Regions from separate parts of the Danio rerio genome. Here region 1 is linked to region 2. A link is a contact called in public Hi-C data. All regions are on one chromosome and are shown on one strand. The core of a region is the stretch at or near the end of the contact, and the rest is flanking DNA. Distances in the headings are between cores, read along the strand shown. Region 1 has its middle 12 kb from the start of zbtb16a. Region 2 overlaps LOC137488814 (a long non-coding RNA gene).

Region 1 (5,670 bases), core at 3,142-5,641, 160 kb before region 2:
AGTTTGACCTCCAGCATATAAATTATCCTCTGTATTTATAGGTAATAGGAGGACTAAATGATGTATTTCAGTCTGACCCGTGTGTTGGAAGTGACTCTGCTAGTTGCTTGGAGTTTGTGTTTGGTTTTGACTGCCTGCCCAGGCCCATGCTGTGAAAGCCAATGTGCATTCCAGTTGAGAACATTCTGCTTCGGATCCTCCTCCGTCTCCTAAATCACTCTCCTGTCACTGCGTTCGGAATTATTCGCTTCTATTTTTCATTCCAGCTCATCCACGTCGATGGTCCTCAAAGTCACCCCGGTTCTCTGAGGGAACTGAGAACGACCATCACCTTTTAACCCAACAAAATTCCCTTGCAACCACAGAGACTTCAATCTTAGCTTGAGAATGCATGTCGGTCTGGGAAAGACTGTTGTAATTCGGAGTTTTAAAGTCCATTTTGACAAATCTGCTATTATAAATCAGCGTGCCGTATAGGCAGTCAATCATTACAGCTTGCAATCCGCTGACAGTGCTGCAGAAGTCATAACTCAAACAGAAACCAGAGACAGTGCTGTATACTTTGATATATAGTATCTATGTTAAATGGCGTGTTCAACATCTGTTAGAAGACCAGCTGGTACCCAGGAAAAATAGCAAGCAGGGGTTTCTTTTAAATTAGCCTCTTCTCTATACATGAGCCCAGCAGGATTTGCTGGTTGCTTTTATTTCTCTCCAGGTATAACTTTAATATAACCAACCATTTGACATAAACACTTTGTTAGTAAGAATAGATCAAATAACAACAGTTCAGTAAGCAAGACATTGATATTTAGCATTAATTTTACATAATTTTGTTGACTGTTACTTTATTTGTTTTTGTGATGCCAATAAAATAGTTTAAAATGAATTACCTTGACTCCAAACAGCATACAATGGTGTGGTTTTGTTCCTGAATGAATCAAATTTTTAGATGTAATTTTAAATTATTCACTTAAAAAAGATTGTCACTTGTGTAAGTCATAAAAAGTAAATAAATACATACATAAAGATGCTCCATTTATGAAATATTTCATTATTTTAAAAAATGGTCTATTTATGAAATCCAAATAGCTTGATTTAATGTTTTACACAATTATTATACTTTGCGAAATTGTGTTTACATAAGCTTCTGTTTTTGAAGAGACTACATGGCCGAATGATTCCAATTTCTCAATTACAATAACATGCAGTCACTTGTTTTAATAAAAAATGATTTTGAAGGAATTCGTTGGGTGAATGATAAATGCCTCATTTTAGTCCAAATGACCCCCCAAAAAAGCAGTTGATTGAATGGTTCATACTGTATAACCCAACTGTAAACACCATCTTTTTATTTCATCAATGAATCAATGTTATTGAACTATTTGTTGACTCAAATAGTCAAATGATACACTTAGAGTATAAGAACAATCATCTGTTCTGTTTTTGAATGAGTATTTTAAACCAATTGGTTGAGTGAATTAATCAGATGACACATCTATAATTCCGAGCTCAGACTGCACAATTTTCAAAGTAGTCGTGTCACGTTTTCACACGGCATGACTGTCTGGGCTAGAGTACCATTGGTGATGTGTTTACACTGCAAGAAGCCATGAGAAGTATCATGGAAAGAACGTGAGGTCACATAGTATATCATTTGTTATTAACTACATAATGAGAAAGAAGCTTTTAGTGGAGTAGAAAATGTACTTATTTTACACACCTGTCTTTGAAGGGAATTAGCAATTTCTCCTCAACTTGCTTTCTTTTTCGACCTGTTTGTGATATTGCTCAGATGACATGTCAAACAGACATGAGTGCTGCTGCCATATTTACACCAGTTTTTTCTCCATTTTATGGGTCCAAATAAACTGAAAATGAGCACACTTAACTTCTCCCCCAACTTCCTGCTGGCCTGCAGATATCCATACTAGCAGATGCTGTTCTCTCATTGGCTGTTGGTGATCGCTAATGCAGTTTTCAATCCGAACACAATTCACATGGCATGATATGAATCGCCAACAGCTCTAGATATTTAGCATGCCAAATATCTCATGTGTCTGCGACTCATCGGCGATTCTCTCAGATCACCTCTTTGATAATTCATACTCTGTGATTGTTACTCTTGTGAACAAGCACTGATTTGCCTTTGATTTCAACCATTTGTTAGAGATTTCTCAAAACCTGTTGGCGAGTCAGAATCGGGGCTAAAATCATGGAGTCCAAACTTGGCATAAGCATAGTCAATTATTTAATTCCTGAAAGAATCAGTGTTTTGAACCAGTCGATTGAGTGAATATTTCAAATGACTCACTTTTAAGGAGAACCATTGCTCAATGATTTCTTGCTAATAGGGAGTCACTTGTTTTGTTTTCTAAGTAATGTTTAAAACCATTTTTTAATTATTGTTTAATATGTTTAGTTAATGTTTCAAATGACCCACGTAGAAGGACAGAATTCCTGAATGAATCTGTGTTTTGAACAAATTAATTGAATGAATGATTCAGATGACACAATTATAGGGGCAGTCGCTTCAGTCAGAATTAACTGAATTAACAGAGTTCCTGAATTAACTATTTTTTGTGTTGTTGATTGAGTGAATGATTCAGATACCTGACTTGAAAGGACCGTCACTTTCTTAGTTCCTGAATGAATCAATATTTTTAATGAATCAATTAGGGTAGTAAATAAGATAACGATTATAAGGACAGTCACAATGAATCAATTAAGGTCGTGAATAAGATAATGATTATAAGGACAGTCACTTTTTGGTTACTTGAATAAATTGTGTTTGAATAAATCATTATTTTTGAATAGATTATCATTTTTTTTTTTTTTTATGAGTTGGATGAAACAATAATTGAAGGGCAGTTAATTTTCCCCAATAGGTTATACGCACCGTTAGTATTTTTCATCCAATGATGGACTTTCGGTGAAAGCTTGATTTGACTATTTTCAATTTCATAAGGTTTTGCATTGATGTCTTAATGTAATTCAAATATAATTAGTTAAATAGACCTAAGCATCTATTTGGTAGTTACAGCATAAACAGAGATGAAAGACCGTTTGAATGCATGCGCCGTGATTAGAAGGCTAGTGCAAAAACTCCATTGAAAATACTGGGGTAAAATTAATTTCCATATTTTAAAGACATGGCACAGAAAAACAGAATTTAATGCAGTGCTTCTTGTTCGGTCTGAGACCCACTATATATCTTATCTCAGCCGGGCAGTGATGATCTCTGTATTTTGAAGAAAAAACGCAGTGATTTTGTATGGGATCACAATTCACCGGAAATAAAGGTCTGTGTGCATATACCCCATTACTGCTATATCAGTGCAACTTGCAGAAACTAAAAATTCCGATCAATTATACACAGACTGAAGGAGCATGAAAACACAGACAACAAATTGTGGAAAGTCCCAGCCCTGCTACATCAGCGCATTTCACCCAGTCAAGTTGAAGGAGTATTGTTGCATAATAAGATTTACAGTTTTTATTTTTATCTGTGCAGATAATGATTTCCATTGCAGACCTACAGTGCGAATTAAAGTGAATGCTAATGATGTTAATTCTAAATTATGTTCAAACGCTCCCGTGGGCTGCAGCAGCAGCTACTGTACAGTGAGAAATGTTTATAGTGCATCTATTTGCATTATTGATGGGAACGAGGCGCATTTGAATATCACTGGACACAGACTCGGGGTAGTAAATCTACAAGACTCGGCTGACTAATATGTTTAATTAGAGGTGATATATTACAGCTTATTAATTATTTACAATAACGGCAATCATGTCGGCAGTCATAGGGGCAAAGAAAATGAGGATCCGCGGAATAAAGAAGGTGAGGTAATGAAGGTACCAAAATAAAATTGAGCAAATGAGAAAGGTGGTGTGAAATACCAGATACTCCATTCTCTGCTGGAATTTTTGATGTCGATTGGAGGGGATATGCAGGAGGAGAGGCATGAAGCCGATATCCTTGAGCGGTTAAAGGCCTGTGTGCCTCCAAAACCGCTGTGAAAGGTGGACTCGGCACTGGAGAAGAAAAGCAGCGGCCTTGCAGGGATTATCCACAGGAGATTCCCTGCGGATAGCAGTCCCTTTTTTCCCAGGGACACTGTAATATGATTACTCTGTTGTTTGCGCCCGGTCCAGTGGTTAAGCACTATGGAGAGGAGGGTTTGGCCACCTCCAGGATGGACAATGAGCAAATTTTTTTTTTTTTGGAGGGAAACTTGGAATTCTGCTTGACTGAGGACAGCTGGGGTCTTACACTTAGAGAGCAGGGAAGGAGAAAAAAGTGGCCTTTTTCTTTGGCTGAATGAAAGGCAGCTGTATGGTGCTGTGTAGCGCAGAGGTGCAGCAGGCAGGGTCAGCAGGGCTCTTTGGATCTCAACGGAGGCCCCGGGCTCCCCTCCTGCATCCCTACTGTTACACAGAGGAAAGGCATTCTACGACAGACGTCATCGCAAATGTTTATCTCTACAAATAACAAACAGTTTTCCTTGTTGCCCTTTTGAAAAGCTCCAGGACGTGTTGTTTGCGAAAAATAAATACTGTCGAATTTCATCGCATGTGTTTCATTTCATTCCAATTAGCGAGTGTAAGCACAAAATACACTCCATCTCAGTGTAATAGTTTAAAAATCAGGCACCGGTCTCCGCTGCTTAGAGCTCTTTCATGCTAGTATATATTTAACCTCCTATTTGAGGCTTTGAATGATGGAGTGTGTGTTTTTGATTTGCTTCAGACACAGGATTGCTGTGAGCTCGAGCCTTAGTCAGCACGCTTTGTTTGACAGGCCTGTCATTAATCATCATTGGCATTGTTTAAACTGTATTGAGTGTCCAGGTCTTGTTCAACAGAGGGACAATAGTCTCTCTAAGCAGCTTCAGACCTGAAAGAAAGTTGATAAAATTTCCACCCAATGGAAACTGCAGGGAAGCTCCTTTTAAAAGGGGTTAGTATTCATTAGAACACTCTGGTTAAGGGCCCAGGCCGGTCCTATTAAAGGAAGCAAGCCACCCACAAACCTGATGGACAAAATGCGGATATGATGGACAGCACATGTCATTTTTATCACTATTGACAATTCAAATACAGCAGAAAGTCCTACAGTACAGGGATTCTTCATTCATTATAGCGATGGTGTCTTGGCCCGTGATAAAATTAATCAGTTTTACTACCGATTTTTAAATCATTGTAATCAAGAGAAGTTTTTCTATTTATAGCTTGTGTGATTAATGACCACACACTGTATGAAATATTGAGGTGACCCACAGTGCCTCACAGATTCAGTTCATTTGGTATTAACAGTCATTAGGATAAGATGAGTTGGTGATGATGAAGGAAAGAAGATGGAAGATTAGAGTGAGACAGGTCTGAAATGGAACATGATTGAGGACAGTTTATCAACTTATGCTATTTGAGAGAATGGTGGTAACTGAAATTGTGTGTGTTTAGGCCTACATAAGTGGCATGTGGGCCAGTTGGCACTTCATTGTGGAGTTTGAATGTTCTCTGCGTGTTTGTGTGTTTCCTCCAGGTACTTCAAAGACATGCTATAGGTGAATTGGGTAAGTTAAATTGTGTTTTTGTGTGAATGAGTGTATGGGTGTTTCCCAGTGATGGGTTGCAGCTGGAAGGGCATCCGCTGCATAAAACATA
Region 2 (5,556 bases), core at 651-3,150:
CTAAACATTTATTAAAATAATATTTTAGTCACCAAACATATTTAGGAATTGAAATATACAAATAAAAATTAAACAAAGTATTGCAACTAAATTTTTACGTTTTTTTTTTTTTTTTTTTTGCTTTTGATTTTTCTACTTTGTTTTTTTAAATCGTTTTTAATATTTTTCTATAATATAAAAAATTAGACTGTACTAGTTTTTGGACGGCTATTGTAAGTTATATGTTTGATAAATTCGAGATTTGGCTTCAGTAATGACTGCCAATTTATTAAATTGTTAAAATGACTGATTAAATGAAATATTCTAAGGAATAAAATATTATGTGTTCTTTGGAAGAGTGTACTTGCATTATGATGTTATTACAGTGTCAAAATGGTCTTAAAATGGTAATAATATCATTTATTATTGCATAAGTTTTGTTGCTATAAACTCACTTGTCACTTTATTAGGTACACCTTACTACTAGTACCAGGTTGGACTCCCTTTTGCATTCAGAACTTCCTTAATCCTTCGTGGCATAGATTCAACAAGGTACTGGAAATATTCCTCAGAGATTTTGCTCCATATTGACATGATAGCATCACGCAGTTGCTGCAGATTTTTCGGCTCCACATCCATAATGTGAATCTCCCATATCACCACATGGATTGAGATCTGGGGACTGTGGAGGCCATTTAAGTGCAGTGAACTCATTGTCATGTTCAAGAAAACCAGTAAGATAATTTACACTTTATAACATATCCTGCTTTAAGTAGCCATCAGAAGATGGATACACTGGTCATTAAGGGATGGACATGGTCAGCAACAAGGCTCGACATGTTGTGCATTCAGAGATGCTCTTCTGCATGCCTAGATTGTAACTAGTGGTTATTTGAGTTAATGTTGCCTTTCTATTAGCTAAAACCAGTCTGGCCATTCTTCTCTAACCTCTGCCATCAACAAGGCATTTGCGCCCACAGAGTTGCTGCTCACTGGATATTCTTTCTTTTTCGGACCAATATCTGTAAAACCTAGAGATGGTTGTACGTGAAAATCCTAGTAGATCAGCAGTTTCTGAAATACTCAGACCAGCCTGTCTGGCACCAACAACCATTTGAAGTCACTTAAATCACCTTTCTTCCCCATTCTGATGCTCGGTTTGAACTGCAGCAGATCGTCTTGACCATGGCTACATGCCTAAATGTATTGAGTTGCTGATTAGACATTTTTGTTTAGGCGTGGTTACTTTGCCACTCCAAGGACCACCACTCCAAACTCTTAAGCAAATGGTCAGACTTTGATTGAAGATGTCTTTCAGTGGATTAACTGAATAATCATTCACCTAAAGAATAACAATGTGTGCTAGTAAAATAAATGTTGTCAATTTTGATTTCACATGGAATTTATGTTTGCAGCTTTGCTGTGAAACGGTCTGAAGTGACTTCAGTTTAAAATCATTAGCTACCACTGGTAATGGACCATTTCCTTACCAAAAATATGTGATTGTACACCAATTCCACTTAATGTGACAGCAACTTTACAGTGTCTAATGAAACACCCTTATCCCTTTTTTCACCATCTAACTATCTTTGGAAATAATGTGGCTCATATAAAGCACACAATGCTACCTCGGTGCGCCGAGTTAATGAGTCTTTTAATTAGTTCTATCTCTTAAGATGAAACAGATTTTTTTAATGATCGTCTGAGAAAGACAGCAGGGTTCAGATTGTATATTCGCCTTAGAACGAGAAGCAGCATCATTAAGGGGTGACAATGATTCTGCTGGCACCAAAATCCGCCAGTTTTTCCGCCGAAAGGTCCTGTGACCCTCTCTGTGTGAATAGCTTTTGTGCTGTGCACAGGGCGTCCCATCTTTAGTTGCTCTTTGACCCAGATATGATCTAATGGACAAGGGAAGTTTAGACAGTGAAGGACTGAATGGTGGACGTGTTCTTCCCAAATCCCTTCGATTGTGTTTCCAGCTAAGCCGTGCCTGCGGGTGCAAACGGGCCCAATGCTCGACCTCCAGCAGATGAATTTGCAAAACAAGAAACGGCCCACAAATGCCACTTGAAGCCATTTGTTATGACTGCGACCAGCCTTCAGGAATTACACTGCCGACTTCAGGCTGCCAGCATTGCATTCTTGGTTGATAGTAAAATTCCTGTTGCACTAGAATCTGATTGTGTGCATTTCTGTATTTAATACTACAGATAGCAGGGAAACTCCTTATACGTTAACAGTGCCTTAAAGGGAAAGTTCCAGCAAAACTGAAAATTCTGTCATGGTTTACTCACTTGTTTCAAACATGTTTGAGTTTCTTTCTTCTGATGAACACAAAAGAAGACATTTTAAAGAAAGCCGTCGACTTCCATTTGTTTTTCCTACTATGGATGCTAATGTTTAGGTTTGTAGCTTGCTTTGAAATATATTATTTTGTGTTCAACATAAAAAAGAAGCTCTTAAATGTTTTTAACCACTTGACTTGATCAAAATTGTAAGTAAATGTTCATTTTTGGTGGCACTATCCCTTTAAATGCATTACATGGCCTTAGAAGCCCTCTGCTGGTCAAACCCTAGCGCAAACATCAAGAGCTTATGGATGTGTAATAATGATCATATTATCATCATAATACGACATTTATTCTATCAAAACATCAATCTGACTAAATCAGGACTGTGGTGAGGATAGCAGAGGCAGCAGGATGGAGAGATGTAGACGCATTGATTGTATTGGGATCAATGCTCCCATTTACTGTCTAACTGATTTTTTTTTTCTTTAATTATGTAGGGTGTCGATGGCATTTATCCAATCACCCCAGGCCTGCTGAGTGCATTCCCAGTGAGGTGAAAATCTTTACAATTAGTACATTTAGTGTCACAGGCAACGACTAATCCTCAGCCGGCCTTGGGCTGCAAGAGAAGGGAACACAATATAGACACACACTCAAACATCTTCTCAAGACACACACTTTACAGGATGTGCTCATTTGGAGAACAAGACAGCATTACTTTTCATAGTATCACACAGAGAATTTACAATTGAACCTTAAGGATAGATTGTTGTTTCAGTGATTACGTCTTTAATTATTTGTTTTCAGCATTTACAGATATGTTAACATGGCCAAGTTCAGGAGGTATCAAACTGAGGGCCTTTAGGCAGCATTAAGGTGGGAATGTTTACAGATAAAGCATACAAAATGTACAAATAAGTTTAAAATAATCAACATATTATAAATATCAATAAAAAAAAACACTCAACAATTTAAATAAATGAATTAGGGCTTCACAATATATCGTTTCACTGCATTCATATCGCAATGTGCGAGTCTGCAGTAGCCTACTCACATCGTAAGGATCTGCAATATAGTCAGGATTATAGTTGACCAGACGTTAGGGCTGAGCGATATGGCAAAAATGCAACCTCGATAATTATTTTCCATATTGAATGATAACGACATATATTTCAAAATAAGTAAATGCTTCCAGATTTAAAAGAGCACCCCAAGAATGACTGAAGCCACAAAAATTAGAGGGTCCATTAAATGACAACATTTTCAGCTGATAAACCTTCTGTGGCTAAAAATTCGGTACATCTCTTATATCAACACACTTTTAAATTCCCATTGTTACACATTTCTGCTTTGTGATTGACACTTTAATATAGAGTAAATATATTCGATATAATATCGTTTATCGGCCCAGCCCTACCAGACATTACAGTAACAACTTAGTGGAGTCTTTTTAAATGTTAACCTTAGAATGAAGGTTAATTATTTGCATGTGTTTTTAAGGCCTGTGACTGTGTAAGCATTTCAAGCCTGTTTAAGCCATTTGGGAACAATAAATTAAAAGTTTGTAGCTTAAAGACGGTGTCATTCATTCATTTTCCTTTGGCTTAGTTTCTATTTCCTATGTCGCCACACCGGAATGGACCGCCAACTATTCCAGCATATGTTTTACGCAGCGTATGCCCTTCCAGCATGCAACCCAGTATTGGGAAATACCCATACACACTCATTTACACATACACTACGGACAATTTAGCTTACCCAATTCACTTTAGCGCTTGTCTTTGGACTATAGGGGTACGAACACGGGGAGAACATGGAAAGTCCACGCTAAATGCTAATTGGCCCAGCCGAGACTCGAACCAGCGACCTTCTTGCTGTGAGGTGACAGTGCTAACCACTGAGCCACCGTTGGCGCCCCAAGATTAGGTTTACATTATATAATTATTTACTCATTAAAAGGATGCAATGTTGTTGTTATTATTAGTAGTAGTAATATTATTATTTGTACATAGGGGTGATGCGGTGGCGCAGTAGGTAGTGCTGTTGCCTCACAGCAAGAAGGTCACTGGTTCGAGTTGGCATTTCTTTATGGAGCTTACATGTTCTCCCTGCAATCGTGTGGGTTTCCTCTGGGTGCTCCAGCTTCCCACACAAGTTCAAAGATGTGGTATAGGTGAACTACTGTAGGTAAGCTAAAAAGTGACCATAGTGTATGTGTGTGAATAAGAGTGCATGGGTGTTTCCCTGTGATGGGTTGCAGCTGGAAGGGCATCCGCAGTGTAAAACAGAGAGCTGGATGAATTGGCGGTTCATTCCGCTGTGGCAACCCAACATTAATAAAGGGACTAAGCTGAAAAGAAAATGAATAAATGACTATTTTACAGTGATTATTTAATTTCTGTTTTTAAATACTGTTTGACTCCAAAGGAAAACCATAAATCATTATTTATTTAAATCTTTTCTCTTGTCATTTTTAAAATTAGCCTATACTTCATGCAGATGTGCTCCCCCTACAACAATCAATCCTAAATCGGTCTAAAATTATTAATTATTTTCAACCTGTTTAAGTCATCTGGTGTAATTGCATTTATATCACAAAATATAATGCAGTACATTGCAATGTCTGTTTTTTTTTTTTTTTCAATATCGTGCAGCCCTAAAATAAAAAGATAAAATTACCTGAAAAAAAACAAATTGAACTAAAATAATTAAATATATAATTATAACAAATAGAAGTTAATTAATGCAAAATTATGGTTACATTTTAATTTAGTTATTAAAATTTTATTAAATTAATAAAAATCCATTAAAATAAATTGATACAGATGATATTGTTACACATAAATAAATACATATACACATTTTTGACACATAAATAAAATCTAAATAAATAATGTGTACATTAACAATATAAATACAGCACTGTAATCAGTACAAAAAAATTCAACTCAATAGAATCTAAAAAAATCCTAAAACATGTAAAATACTAATCCCTGGTCGATTGTTTATATGCTTCAGTAAGATGTTTTATGATTTTGAAATGAGAATGTAGTGGTCACCAAGGAAGCATTTTTTTTAAAAGTCTATCAATAATATGTAAAATAATAATAATAAATACTTGATAGCTAATGGTGTAATGCTGACCAATAATTTTAAGATGCTCAGGGACAATACACTAAAACCCAGTATTTACATTATTAACTAAATGAACTGTGCATAATTATAAAAATTTAGTCAACTTAAAATGTCAACGTTTTTTAGGTTAAGTAAAGTATCTAATTGC

Evidence for each region. Hi-C and Micro-C count contacts between places; a contact is called where the count stands out from the background.
Region 1: a contact with region 2 is called in a Hi-C map of embryo, with 1.7 times the contacts expected there. The contact joins two enhancer-like sites. A contact is called at or near these places in 5 of 18 Hi-C or Micro-C datasets (caudal fin, embryo, fibroblasts and 1 more) and 3 of 4 datasets of contacts at active chromatin or transcription factors (caudal fin, embryo and gastrula embryo).

Annotation. Positions count from the first base shown.
Region 1 is chr21:24,757,587-24,763,256 of GRCz12tu, reverse strand. No RefSeq gene overlaps it. Among named protein-coding and RNA genes, the nearest start is that of zbtb16a, 12 kb to the right of the region's middle. Within about 2 kb of position 4,391, at least 7 of the 62 cell types and tissues checked have an H3K27ac peak or open chromatin away from gene starts, as enhancers often do.
Region 2 is chr21:24,592,180-24,597,735 of GRCz12tu, reverse strand. It overlaps LOC137488814 (a long non-coding RNA gene), which reads left to right. Exons shown (of 5, transcript XR_012396780.1): 2 at 2,771-2,826. Among named protein-coding and RNA genes, the nearest start is that of htr3a, 19 kb to the right of the region's middle. Within about 2 kb of position 1,900, at least 6 of the 62 cell types and tissues checked have an H3K27ac peak or open chromatin away from gene starts, as enhancers often do.